2 separate regions of the Anas platyrhynchos genome follow, and region 1 is linked to region 2. The links are chromatin contacts, called in public Hi-C maps. All regions are on one chromosome and are shown on one strand. The core of a region is the stretch at or near the end of the contact, and the rest is flanking DNA. Distances in the headings are between cores, read along the strand shown. Region 1 overlaps FAM13A (family with sequence similarity 13 member A). Region 2 overlaps FAM13A (family with sequence similarity 13 member A).

Region 1 (5,690 bases), core at 696-3,195, 61 kb after region 2:
AGGAGGATAGCAAGTAGAAAATAATTATACAAAATTAAACTGTCGAGGGTTCTCTTGGATTCAGATATGTGAATATAAAAGTAAAGTCAGCCTCTTGCTTGCAGTGGCATTTATCAGCTGGAAGTTTCGCCCATTAAATCTTACCATGGGGTAGCCTGTACTTCCCTGATGTTTCTGCAAAGTGGGAGGACATTTGTAAAATGTTTTTAGTGTATCTTTTTTTTTTTTTTTTTTTTCAATTCAGGCTTTTTGCCCTAATCTTGCTGCCCTCTCACATACAGGCTGCACAGAGTTATGCCTGTGGATAATGCAGTATATTCCCAGTATGGCTGTACTGAATGTCAGCTTTTCTGAGAATTAAAAGGCTTGGGTACTCATGCTTTAACCTTTGCTGTGGCAAACAGAATAATAAGTAGTACATGCTCCTCAGACGTGTGACGGAGTGCTCCTTCATATTCACCTCCGTTTATCCGTATAAAATAGTAATTTTGACATGATGAATGCCAGTTAGAATAGGCCACAGAAGCCCATACTTTTTGGAAGATTAATGGGGAACTCTCTCTCAGAGAGGTCACTTCCTACTGCCCTGAAGTCACATTGATCCACGCTATGATCTCTCTGGCTTAAGACATAACTCAGTTGAGACCTCTAGGAAAAACATTGATTAAAGAAGTTTGGGGAAAATGGAAGGATCCTTTGGAGATTAGTATTAAAATCAGTACCAATCCACCCCCATGTGAGTTATTCAAGACGTTTTGCAGTGTATGCAAGTTCAGAATTAAATATACTGGTTTATAAGTCTAATATTTGACATTTGACTAATTTAATGAGTAGCTTAAGTAGGTACTTAAGCACAAGTGTAACTTTATTCCATGTTTTAAAACACGGTTGGGCATAAATGTAATTATTGGAAGACTGGAGATAAATATCAGAAAAGATGCTTTTTTTTGAGCATAAAAGTTACTCTTTAGGTCAAATGAAAATGTTTTCATGGAAATAACTCTCACAGAGAAATGGATATTAAACATATGTTTGGTTGTGCTATCCAACAGTTCCTATATAGGGCATTCCTCTTTCTCTGATTAAGGGTATAGAGCAAGGGGGGCATTGCTCAACAATTGATGATAAATGCTGCTTTTAATGATGACCAATGTATCACCACAGTGTTAATGTGTTAGATTAGATTTATGATTATTCTTTCATTAAGGGAAATATTATTTCTTCTTTTGCCTGACATACTTTAACACTTGCTTTATTTGAAGGAAGGAACTTATATTGCCTGCTATTTCTCACATGCACAAACATTACCTTTTACCCACTGCTGTTAAGGACAAACTATGAGTAAATCACTCTGCTGAGAAATTAAGTATGCAATACATTTTCATGACAGTTTCAGTCTTGCATTTGTCACAAGCTTGAAATAACTTTTTTGGGGAAGTAACTCAGGGAAGAAAAAGAAATGCTGAAAAATGCTTGAATAAGTCAGGAAATTCAGCAAAAAGCACTACTTTGGCCTCTGAATCGTGTATTCCTTGAAGCTGTTTTTAGCGCCATTAATGTTGATATTAGTAAATCAATAATATTATTAAAATCCTTTTCAGTTGCAAAAATCGCATGTCTTTTAATGCAAGATGGCATTATGGTTCTGAATGGTAAGAAGAAAAGAGGGCAAAAAGTCTTAACAAGTCACTCAAGCTTAGCCTTTCTTTCTCTCCACCCAGAAGCTGCATCAACTTTTTATACTCTCAGTAATTTGACGCTACTGAATTTTCAGTGGCTTTTTGTTTGACTGTGTTAAAATTAGAAGCAGCAATCTCATTGCCTGAAAAAAAAAAAAAGTATTCTGACTAAAAAATAATTAATTTCTTTTGAAGTCCAGAAGAGATGGTGGTGCAATAGAAAGAGCCATTCCTTTATCTAAGTTTTGAGGGCAGAACAAATAGAGCCTATGGCAAGGCTACGCGAAAACATGACCTTGGCTGAGCAGCATGATCCCGCCAGTGTGGCGACCCTTCATCTCTGGTGCAAAATGTTGACACTTGAGTCAAAGTACATTTTCGTGACTGTACAAAATAACACATTATTTTAAGCAACGAAATGTCCCATTTAACTTTCGGAAAGAGATGCGCAGTAGGAAAGCAGTGTTTGCTTTACAGTGAAGTAATGCAGTGCCAGGAAACCAGGACAGAAGCACTCCAGATAATTGAGAACAAATAAAACAGGACTATTAAAACCTTTTTTTTTTTTTTTAAAGTAGTTTATAAAAAGTCAATAATAAGTCAGTAGTTTATAAAAAGTCAATAAGGCCCTCTCCAAACACTATACTTGTAAAGCTGTATGAGTGACATGGGAAGGGAAGTCCACTGATGTCTGTTTCAGAGACAGGTTTGGTGGCCCTAAATCTTTAAGACTTGGCTCTCAGCAGGTCAAACAGCCTTGTTTGGGACTGAGCTCTTTGGGAAGGGCCCAGAGCCACTCTCTGACCTGTGGTGAGAGTTCAAGCCAGCAAGGGGGCTGGAGCAGAGTAGTTCTGGGGTATCCCATATGCATGGAAATAAATCAGGAACTATCAGTCTAAATGGGTGTTTTACAGCTTCAGCTCTGGAGTGAGCTGAACTCCCTGTTTGGGAAGGTCATTATGAGACACACAAGAACAAAAAAAGGAGAACAATCATTTCATATTTGAGAATGTGATGGTGTGGTGGATGGTTGCCTGCAACACTCCTGTTACAAAAGGGAGGGGGGAAAAAAAAAGGTAGCGGTGGTTCCGTGTTGAAAATTTGTTGTTTAACCATTAGACTTCACCGAAGCTTTCATGTTTCCATCTTTAGAGACACAAAGGCTGCCTTGCATGAGTGATGTAAAATACATGTGCATTAAAATACTAAGTCATGCCAAACTAACTAGGGGTGAGAGTGGCATTCTTTCCAGTCTGACAAACTTTTCTGTTAGCTCTCTGGGGATCACAAATACAATGAACACCAGTACTAAAATAAACTTACAAAGAAAAAAGGTTTGTTTGTTTGTTTTTTCCACTTTAGCAAGTTGTTTTTTTGTTTGGTTTGGTTTGGTTGGTTGTTTTTTTTGTTTGTTTGTTTGTTTGTTTTCAAGAAATCTGTTTTAAAAGAGCACCAGATTTTTAGGTATCCACAGGAGTATGAGAAATTGCTCTCCCAGGCATTACATGAAGAGCAATTTCTGTTTGATCCCTTCATTTAGCAGAGCTAAATATATGTGTCTGAGAAGAAAGAGATGGCTATATTTGGTCCTCACCTGCTTGGCCAGGTTATCAGTGGCATTTGATTAAATATCTGTTTTGTTTTGGTTTTTAATTATTGTATCCTTTCTCAAGTATATTCAGTGACTTCTGGCCATGAAACAATATGTAAAAACTTTGAAGGTATAAAAATATATAATTTGTTATTAAACCTGCTTGCCAAATGGGTAATTTCTTTCCTGGGTAGAAATCTAGACTGTATAGGAGATGCACTTTGGAATGACTTGTCTCTTCCTTATTGTGGCCAACTGACTTGTTTTGCCAGGTTGCTATGCCAGGTATGAAATTCTTTCTGCAAAGGTCCCTTTAACCAAAGAGGAATTATGGAGCATAAGTACAGTACAGGTGAACGTATAGCATATCTTAATGACAGCATTTCCTTTAGAAAGGATGTAGTATGTGGTGGAAAGGGCTTCCTAGCAGTACTAATAAACCCCCTTCAGTGCAAGGTGTTTTAAAAATGAGCAAGCAGTTGTTTTTTTAATAAGCACAGTGTGAGTGATAGTGAGTAAGAGTCCTGCGTGGAAGGTTTTAAACCAACTTCTACCCTGTTTATTGTGTAATATCTACTGATGATCACTTATGATTCATATCTTGTACATTCTTGCTTGCTTGCCTGTCTCTTCTATGTCACAGGTCATGTGATGAGGTGTATAAAGGTTTAAAACCTTTCACACAATTTCTATTTCTTTCATTAAACTGTGCTTTTGTGCATAACATAAGCACAGCAGTATATTATCTTACCAATACTTAAGACTTTCGTAAAGTATTTTAATCAAAATAGAATCCTTGTGTGCTCTGTGAGTGCAGTAGGGCCATCTAACATCTCACTTGAGGGATTCAAAACTATTTGAAATAGCTGGTTCAAATCTGTTCATAATTTACACAGCTCTCATCTTCCGTCTTGCATAGGTGAGTTGACGAAGGTGCATGAAGTTAGGGAAAGATGCTTCGAGTATGTTCTTGCTAATGATTGGGAAGGGGGAAATGGATAACCTGCTTTGCTCAGATGCAGATCTTTTAAAGTTAAAAGATTTTATGTTTTTTCAAAAGTCTCTGCTCCACAGTGGTTAGCTTGGATCTCTTCATCCCAGATGCAGCTACATATCCATGCTGCGTATGTAAAAACATAAAGCACTACAGGATAAAAGAGATTATACACAGCTGTAATCATTGTTAACTATGTGAAATTTTGAAATGTGGTAATCTAAATGAAATTGGTATTTGGTTTCTGTCTTCTATAGCGTTTCTTTCTTCCTCATTCCCAACCCCCAGCTAATATTCTTAAAAGCTTTTTTTTCATTTCTCACTTGGTTTGTGTGAGTGGATAACGATTTTTTGTACAGATGTATAACACTTAAACTTGTGGAACAGTGATCATATCATAGTTGCTGTGGAAAAAAAGGAAGTACATGAGATTTCGGAGTCTGGTGAATACTACTACTGCATATGGTCCGTTAAGGCTACTGGTTGGGAGTATGGATATAAGAAAGTTATTTGGGCTTTTTCAGTATCACAGTGCTTCTGTGACCTCAAAGTTACTTGCAAATCATGAGATAAGGAAAAGAGAGGATGTTTGCTGTGGATTTGCCAACTGCCACTTGTACCTGAAACAGCATTTTGTGTTGTCGTTTGAAGTTGTGCTGCTGCACAGAGATCCTGATGGCATTGTGGACTCTTCTCCACACACGGTTTATTTTTCATGTTTTGTGTGTGCCATTGGGACTTGCCCATGTTCAGTTTATAAGGACAGCCGTTATGTCATAAACTTTCTTAATAAGTGCTGCATTAAAAAGAGCATTCTGCAAATGCTAAATAAGGAAATCAACTGAAGCCTATGAACTGCGAGGTAGTGGGTGCTGTCGGAGGGGAGTCCGTCCCTGGAAGAGATTCTTACCCAAGCGCTCACTGCAGGTCGCCTTCTGGAAAGCAGCCCTGAGGGACCTTTCTTCGCTTTTCCTAGGCTGTCTGAAAGCTGTAACCATTCCTCACAAAGACCCTCTGGGCATACCTCAGTCCTCAGGCAGCCTCTGCACTGCCTTCGGCCTGCTCCGCGCACCTCCACAGGCCCGCTGGGTTTGACAGCGCAGGAGGGCTCCCACAGCAGCAGCCGCCTGCAGCTCGAGCAGCCAAAGGGAGACTTGTGGTAGTGGCACCACGGTTTCCAGCAGCAGCCACGCTCTCGGTCTCCTCAGGGAGCTGCAGGAAACTGCCCAGTCACTGTTGTGTTACAGAGGCGCTGTAAGCCTTGGCAGACCGCACCGAGTTGAGAAGCCGCTTCTCTTCCTTCCGCTCTGTGGTGTTTTGTGTTCCCCTTCAATCTGTGTTTCAGGCTCCCTACGGGCTGCCAGGGTGACGTGTGCTGTCACAGTGAGTGGGGCAGGCTTTTCTGTAGGGGATTCCAGCTGTCTCT
Region 2 (6,022 bases), core at 1,739-4,238:
TCATGAGATGCATTTAATTATGTTCCTTCGCTTAAATCACTTTAAGTGGAAATTTTGTATAAGTTGCACGTTCCCTGTTCTGCATCCCTATCCCCACAAAGGTCATATCACTGTATTGCGCCAGAAACTATTGATGTACTTTGTGAACTGTGCTGTTTGTGGAAAGTCTCATTCATTCTTGCTTCCCACAGGAAATACAAAATTCCCCAGTGATTTCTATGGAAATGAGATACATATCCATACTTAGCAGACTTGCTGTTTCAAGTAAAAGTTACTGGTGTAAATCACAAATCCGGTTCTCCAGAAGTCTGTTTAGCTGTGATGTACCTTTACAGTTAAGTTTGCATGTATTGTACAATAACCTCTAGTTCTAGTTCCATTATATTTTTATTAGGGTTAGCTGTTATGGCAAGGGGAAGGTTTTGGTGAAGTTTGCAGAAAACTGAATTGCTGTTTTTTTTCATGCACTGGAAAATGTATCATAAATTGCTCTGAAGGGCACTGATTACTTTCATAGGGTTCAGATTAGTTGCAGTGGTCGATGGGCCTGTGTTTACAGTTAAATGATCAACCAACTGTGCAGGATTGGAGGAATTATCTATTCACTTATCAAAGTATGTGCAAGGGTATTTGTTGCAAAATGGTACCAACAGCAAGCATGCCTGGGTGTTCTTTTTGTAAACTATGAAGAAAGTAGGTCAAGGTGTTTCTGAGCCAACAGGTTATTAAAAAATACCTTTGAATCTGGAGCCACTTCACTCTATATCTACAATGAAGGCAGTTACAAGCTCTGTTACAACCTCTGTATTCCCCTCTGTTGAAGCTTTGCATGGGAAATGTGTTTTGTGTCGTTGTTTTTTGTTCTGTTTTGTTTTCTGTTTTTGTTTTGTTTTGTTTTGTTTTGTAATCAGTTTAGAATTCCTTTGGAATATTTTCAGCGATTGGTATCAGAATCTTTTAAATCAGCTAAAAGTGGGGCCTGAGAATAATACACAGTTACTTTCCGTCATATAAAAAATGTTAGGGAGTGATCCCCCCCAGTTAAAAATAGCTGGACTGAAAATCCTACCTGAGATTGTAATCCTTTTTAAAGCAGGGTATAGTCCACATTACCAAACCAAAGAGTAAATGATCTGCCCTCTATTGGAAAAGAGCAATGTGATACGTTGGTAGTTCAGGAAGTCCACACAGCTGGTTTGGCATGCTATCAGAAGCCTGTGCAACAGCGGTGTGAAATGTGCATGCTGCCGCTAAATCCTGACGCAGTGCTGATTATATAAATATTCAGAGGAATTCCAAGACTATGCAGTTCCAGAAAACATCACGTAGCGTATCCTATGGGCAGTCTGCTGCATCCTGACCTTTCCTCTCTACCCTTGGAGAAGGGCAGTGGCAGTGGGAGTTGAAAAGGGCCTCCATCTGTAAATGGTGTTGTCGGAGATGTGTAGCAAGTACAGGATAGAGACACACTGGTAGTGATCTTTGTGTTGACTGGTCTTCTCAGAATGCCTGACAAATATGAACATTGCTTTTTGCAGGGGGTCCTGGGGTCAAAAATGTCCACTACAATCTGCTCTGTGTCTGCAGTTTTGCTGGAGAACAGGATGACTGAAAGATACTTCTTTCAGAAACCTCATTTGGAAGTAATCAGTAGCTCCTGTACAGAGATCCGTTTGAGCTTGTTTATTCCTTCTGGCTTTTCATTTCTTAACTTTTTTAACCCAATCACTGGCTCTTAAGACATTTGTACATACTGAGAACAAGCTCTGTATGCACAGCTCTTACCCCTTTCACAGGTCACTTGCTTTTAGCAAGGCAGATTGCTGTTATCCTTTTTAGCATGCAGAAAGTTTTTCCATTATGTGATTTTTTTTCTTTTTCTTCTTTGTTGCATTCCTTCTCCAGAAGGGGCACAGTGAAATGTAGGCTCCTGTCTTCCTTTGGCACTGAGTCTAATTAAGTTGAATGCTATTTGATCACTGAAAAATTTGCATTTTTCAGTATGTAGCAGCTAGATGAGAGTTCTGTCTCTCACACCCCTCCCCTCACAAACTGTTACAGCTGACAAGGTTTTGTGCAGTGCTAGTGAACAGCTCTGAAAGCTCAGGGAGAAGGATGGGAGGTGGTGGAAGGGAAGGATGAGCTCCCTCCTGGATCAACGAGTCATTTTAGGGAACACTTGGTAGCCATCAGCTGCTTGAGCTACATGAACAGGCAGGATCAAAAATACAGATTGTGTTGGGGGATTTTAGAGGTCAAACTTCAACCTGAATAGTGGGTGTGAAAATGAACAAATGAGAGATGACTCTTTAACCACTGTAACTGCAATAACTGGAATAAATCAGATTCACTAATTGTCTGTGGCTCTCCAGGCTATACTGGCATGTCTTTAACCTTTCCCTGTTAGCTTTTATTGTCATTTTGATGCTATTCTGGTTTGGAACGACTCATGACACTTCTGTTTTCTACGTGCTGAAGAGGCTTGCTGTACACTGAAAACATTTGGAACCAGCTTTCTTGTGCAGATGGCAACACTCAGCAGAGCTGCAAAAGAAGTAACAGGACAACTGTTCCCAGTATAGTGACGGAGGGTAAATACAGCTCTGTGAAGTGCTTTAATGACAGAGAGCAAAGGGTCTCAAGTTGAATTGTGATGACAACCTTCTCATGGCAAGGACTTTCTGCATTTCTGCTTCTGATGGCAGCAAGGTGTGATTTTATTTTTTTATTTTTTCGTCTGGGGCAGAGCCTTGTCTGAAGCAGATCACTTCCTGGCAGAGGCTGGAGTCCCACTTCCTGGTGATTGTGGAGGAAGAAAGAAACACTTTGATTCCTTCAGCAGCCTAGCCTAGCAAACACAGTGTAGTGGCGACTGCAGTGTACAGCCTGCTGCCTCTGTGCCAGAGATTGACTTCTAGAGGCACGTTGATAGCTACAGACAGATGCAAGCTCTTCTGTCTGCCCTCCAGGCTGGTAGTATGCAAGGCAGCTGAAAGCTATGCAGACGTGATAACATGACGCTGAGCCCTGGACTCTCTTCCTTGCCTCACAGCAGAGGTAATTAGCTAGGGCACGGCGCCATGCTGATAGAGTTTCAGTGCTTGTAGGCTGGAGTTGTTTGGGGTCAGACCATTTGGGCAATGAACAAGTTACACGCACCTGTCTGCTGGCATCTGTACCTTTGGTGATGTTCAGACAGCATGCTCTGTAAGGAGAAGGAGTAGCATGAAGAGGGATTGATTGGAGAGCTAGATCGTGCCAGGAGTGTGTCAAAGAAATTCAATATGTACAGAAATATTTTCCAATGGTTCATCCTATGTCCCTCTTGTGATCTGTGGGTGTATACTGAAATTAAGCAAGACTGAAAACACGCTTGCAAACTTGTCTGTGCCTCCTACACTGTTGAGGCTCCTGTTTCTAGGTAATTAACATTTTTAGAGAGTGCCTGCTGTTTTCAGTTGCCTCCTTGACTTCTGCCCCTCAGCAGCGAGTCCCTAGCAAAAGCTCGATATGCCAGGGAAAGTACTGTGCTTGAAAATAACAAGTGTTTTGGTAGCTGGGGGTATTTCTATGTGATTTAAATGCATAGTTATAATATTGAATATGATTTAAATATAGGTTTCTGAATTGCCTTTGAAAGTCTGGCGCTCTGCTGTTTCTATTATTGACAAGCTCATTTGTCTCATCTCAAGGCACTGCAGCATATGCTTAGCTTCATGCTGCACTCTGTAATCTAATTTAATAAGTAAGACTGCTCTTGGTAGTCTTACTTCCACAGGACATCTTGTACCTTGCAAAATTAGGCAACTACATAAGCTTAGGGCTTTGATACACTTGATGCTTGTCTGTATGGTAGTGTAAACAGCTCTGGTACCTTAATGTTTCTCTGATGGTCACTACCAGCTGAGTAAACTTTTATGATTGATTTTGAGACAAATTGGAATATTGTCTAGCAGGTGGAAAAAAGAAGAAAGAGCACTACAGGAAATCATCTGTCATGACTCACAAATATTTGGGCTCTCCAGTAAGTTGAAAAACTGTTTTATTTGAAATCTTGTGGTCATGGACAGCCAAGTTCCATTCGTCCTGCAAAATGTGCAAAGTGCATGTTACACTGTACGTGCACGTTACTCTCTGAATTCAGTATAAGGGTAATTAGTAGCTTTTAGAAATAAAGCTCGAGTCTCAGCAGCAGGATAATTAACAAATTTGTTGATTTTTGAATTGCATTGGGAGGAAGGTTCAATATCCTTCCCTTGCCTTTTCACTGGAAAAGGGGGAGATAGAGAGAGATTTTCTTGTTCCCCTTTCAGCAGGGCAAAGAATTTCATGGCTCAGTGAATGGGTTTTCTGTCTCCTGCTGTTCAGTGGTTCTGTGACATGCAATTAGTGTAGTTTCTGAAGGTCTTATGGTCTGATATCTGTCTGTGTTTCTAAAAGGACAGAAGTGAAAGCAGAACACACCTGATACTAAGATAGTACTGAGGAGGGAACAAAGGTTTTGTTGTGTCCAGAAATAAGCATCTCCGGTCCACACCACGTACTAAATCGTGTTTAATGACCAGGGACATCAGACCCACTAAATACAGTTGGTATCATGAGGCCACTAGCTTTCTGTGTAGTCAGGGCAAATCTGTCTTCAAAATATTTTGTGGAGGTTATTAGCATCTTTCTGGTTTTAAAAGGATGGAAAATCCTTCAGTAAATGGAAAAGCACCTGTCAATCAAATGCCCCAGTGGGAGGTTCAGAGAGGCAATTAGTTCTCAGGGGCATTCCCTAATTAGGTGATGGGGAGATGGTAGTAGGAGATGTTTTTTTTGTTTGTTTGTTTTTCCTGAGTGGGGGCTTTGCCATTCCTTATCATAACTGCAAACAATTTATAGTTAAAAAAAAAAAAAAAAAAAAAAAAAAAAAAAAAAAAAACACTGTGCAGTTGTTTTGTTATTCAAACAGAAGTATGTTACAAGGTGAAATTCAGTGTTCTCTCTATGGGGAAATTAGTTTTGTTTTGGTTTTCTTTGAGCTTCATGAAAAGATAATTAGTAATCAAGTCAGGGACTGTCCATTCCGGTTTATCAGTGAAAATACAAATCCATTAAATTCCTTATTGTTATTCAATTTAACATAGACTTCTAGAGGCATTGTGAAATTTTGCTGCAGAAATAAAAATAAGTCAGATTTCCTACTCTTACCAAGCTGATTCATTGTAATGAAGTCATGATATTTTTTTTTCTATATATCTCAAAATATTTTTCAAAGAAACACTTGCCATAAGTAAGCAAGTGAGATTTTTGCATATTTCCTTCATGCATATTTGATACTTGCATTCTTTGATGGAGATAATTTCTTAGCTGCAGCAGAAAAGAATATAGTTAATCACTTAGTTGAAATGTCTGGTCCTATAATTTAACTGGCATTTTAAACTTTGGCCTGCTCTCATGAAGTAATTCTTATTAAGTATGCGGTATCAAAACAGAGAGATAAAAATTAGCATTCTGTGAGTATAAAACTTCCAAAGGCTTTTCTCGCCTTTTACTGCATGTCATGTAAGGCAGGAAACTGAAGCGTAGTAGCAGATGAAATCTCGGAAATGCCTCTATGAAGTGATAAGTACATACATACAGAAATTAATTTGCTTCCCAAATGATATGCACGGTAAGTCCTGTTTATTAGCCACAAAAATATCTGGTTGTAAAAGAGAAATCATGAATTTTTGGGATCACTTTCAGATATTTTTATACAGATTGGTAATTTACACAGCTAACCTCTTTCTAAAGGATGCTATACCTAGAATACTGTGCAATCCAGCCCTGGAATATTTCTGGGAAATCAAAAGTAAAAATGAGGATGAAAATTGTGAAGCATGCTTATACATGCCTTGCACTATGTTCACAGCCTTTTCAAAGCAAAAATGTTGGGACAGTGTAAAATGTCCTTTCCTTCAAAGTCTTTGTTTTGGCAATGCAAGGCATGGGATATTTTCCTGCCAGTCTTCTCTGTGTGGAACCAGGAGGATGTACA

Evidence for each region. A called contact is a pair of places that touch in the nucleus more often than the background predicts.
Region 1: a Hi-C map of F5 follicle shows a contact between it and region 2, with 2.5 times the contacts expected there. The contact joins two enhancer-like sites. A contact is called at or near these places in 5 of 8 Hi-C or Micro-C datasets (F5 follicle, liver, skeletal muscle and 2 more).

Annotation. Positions count from the first base shown.
Region 1 is chr4:14,851,951-14,857,640 of IASCAAS_PekinDuck_T2T, forward strand. The region is part of intron 6 of FAM13A (family with sequence similarity 13 member A); the gene reads left to right. Among named protein-coding and RNA genes, the nearest start is that of FAM13A, 72 kb to the left of the region's middle. Within about 2 kb of position 1,946, at least 5 of the 8 cell types and tissues checked have an H3K27ac peak or open chromatin away from gene starts, as enhancers often do. A contact at or near this core is called in F5 follicle and small yellow follicle, where this site is marked.
Region 2 is chr4:14,789,598-14,795,619 of IASCAAS_PekinDuck_T2T, forward strand. All of the region lies in intron 3 of FAM13A (family with sequence similarity 13 member A), which reads left to right. Among named protein-coding and RNA genes, the nearest start is that of FAM13A, 10 kb to the left of the region's middle. Within about 2 kb of position 2,989, at least 4 of the 8 cell types and tissues checked have an H3K27ac peak or open chromatin away from gene starts, as enhancers often do. A contact at or near this core is called in F5 follicle and small yellow follicle, where this site is marked.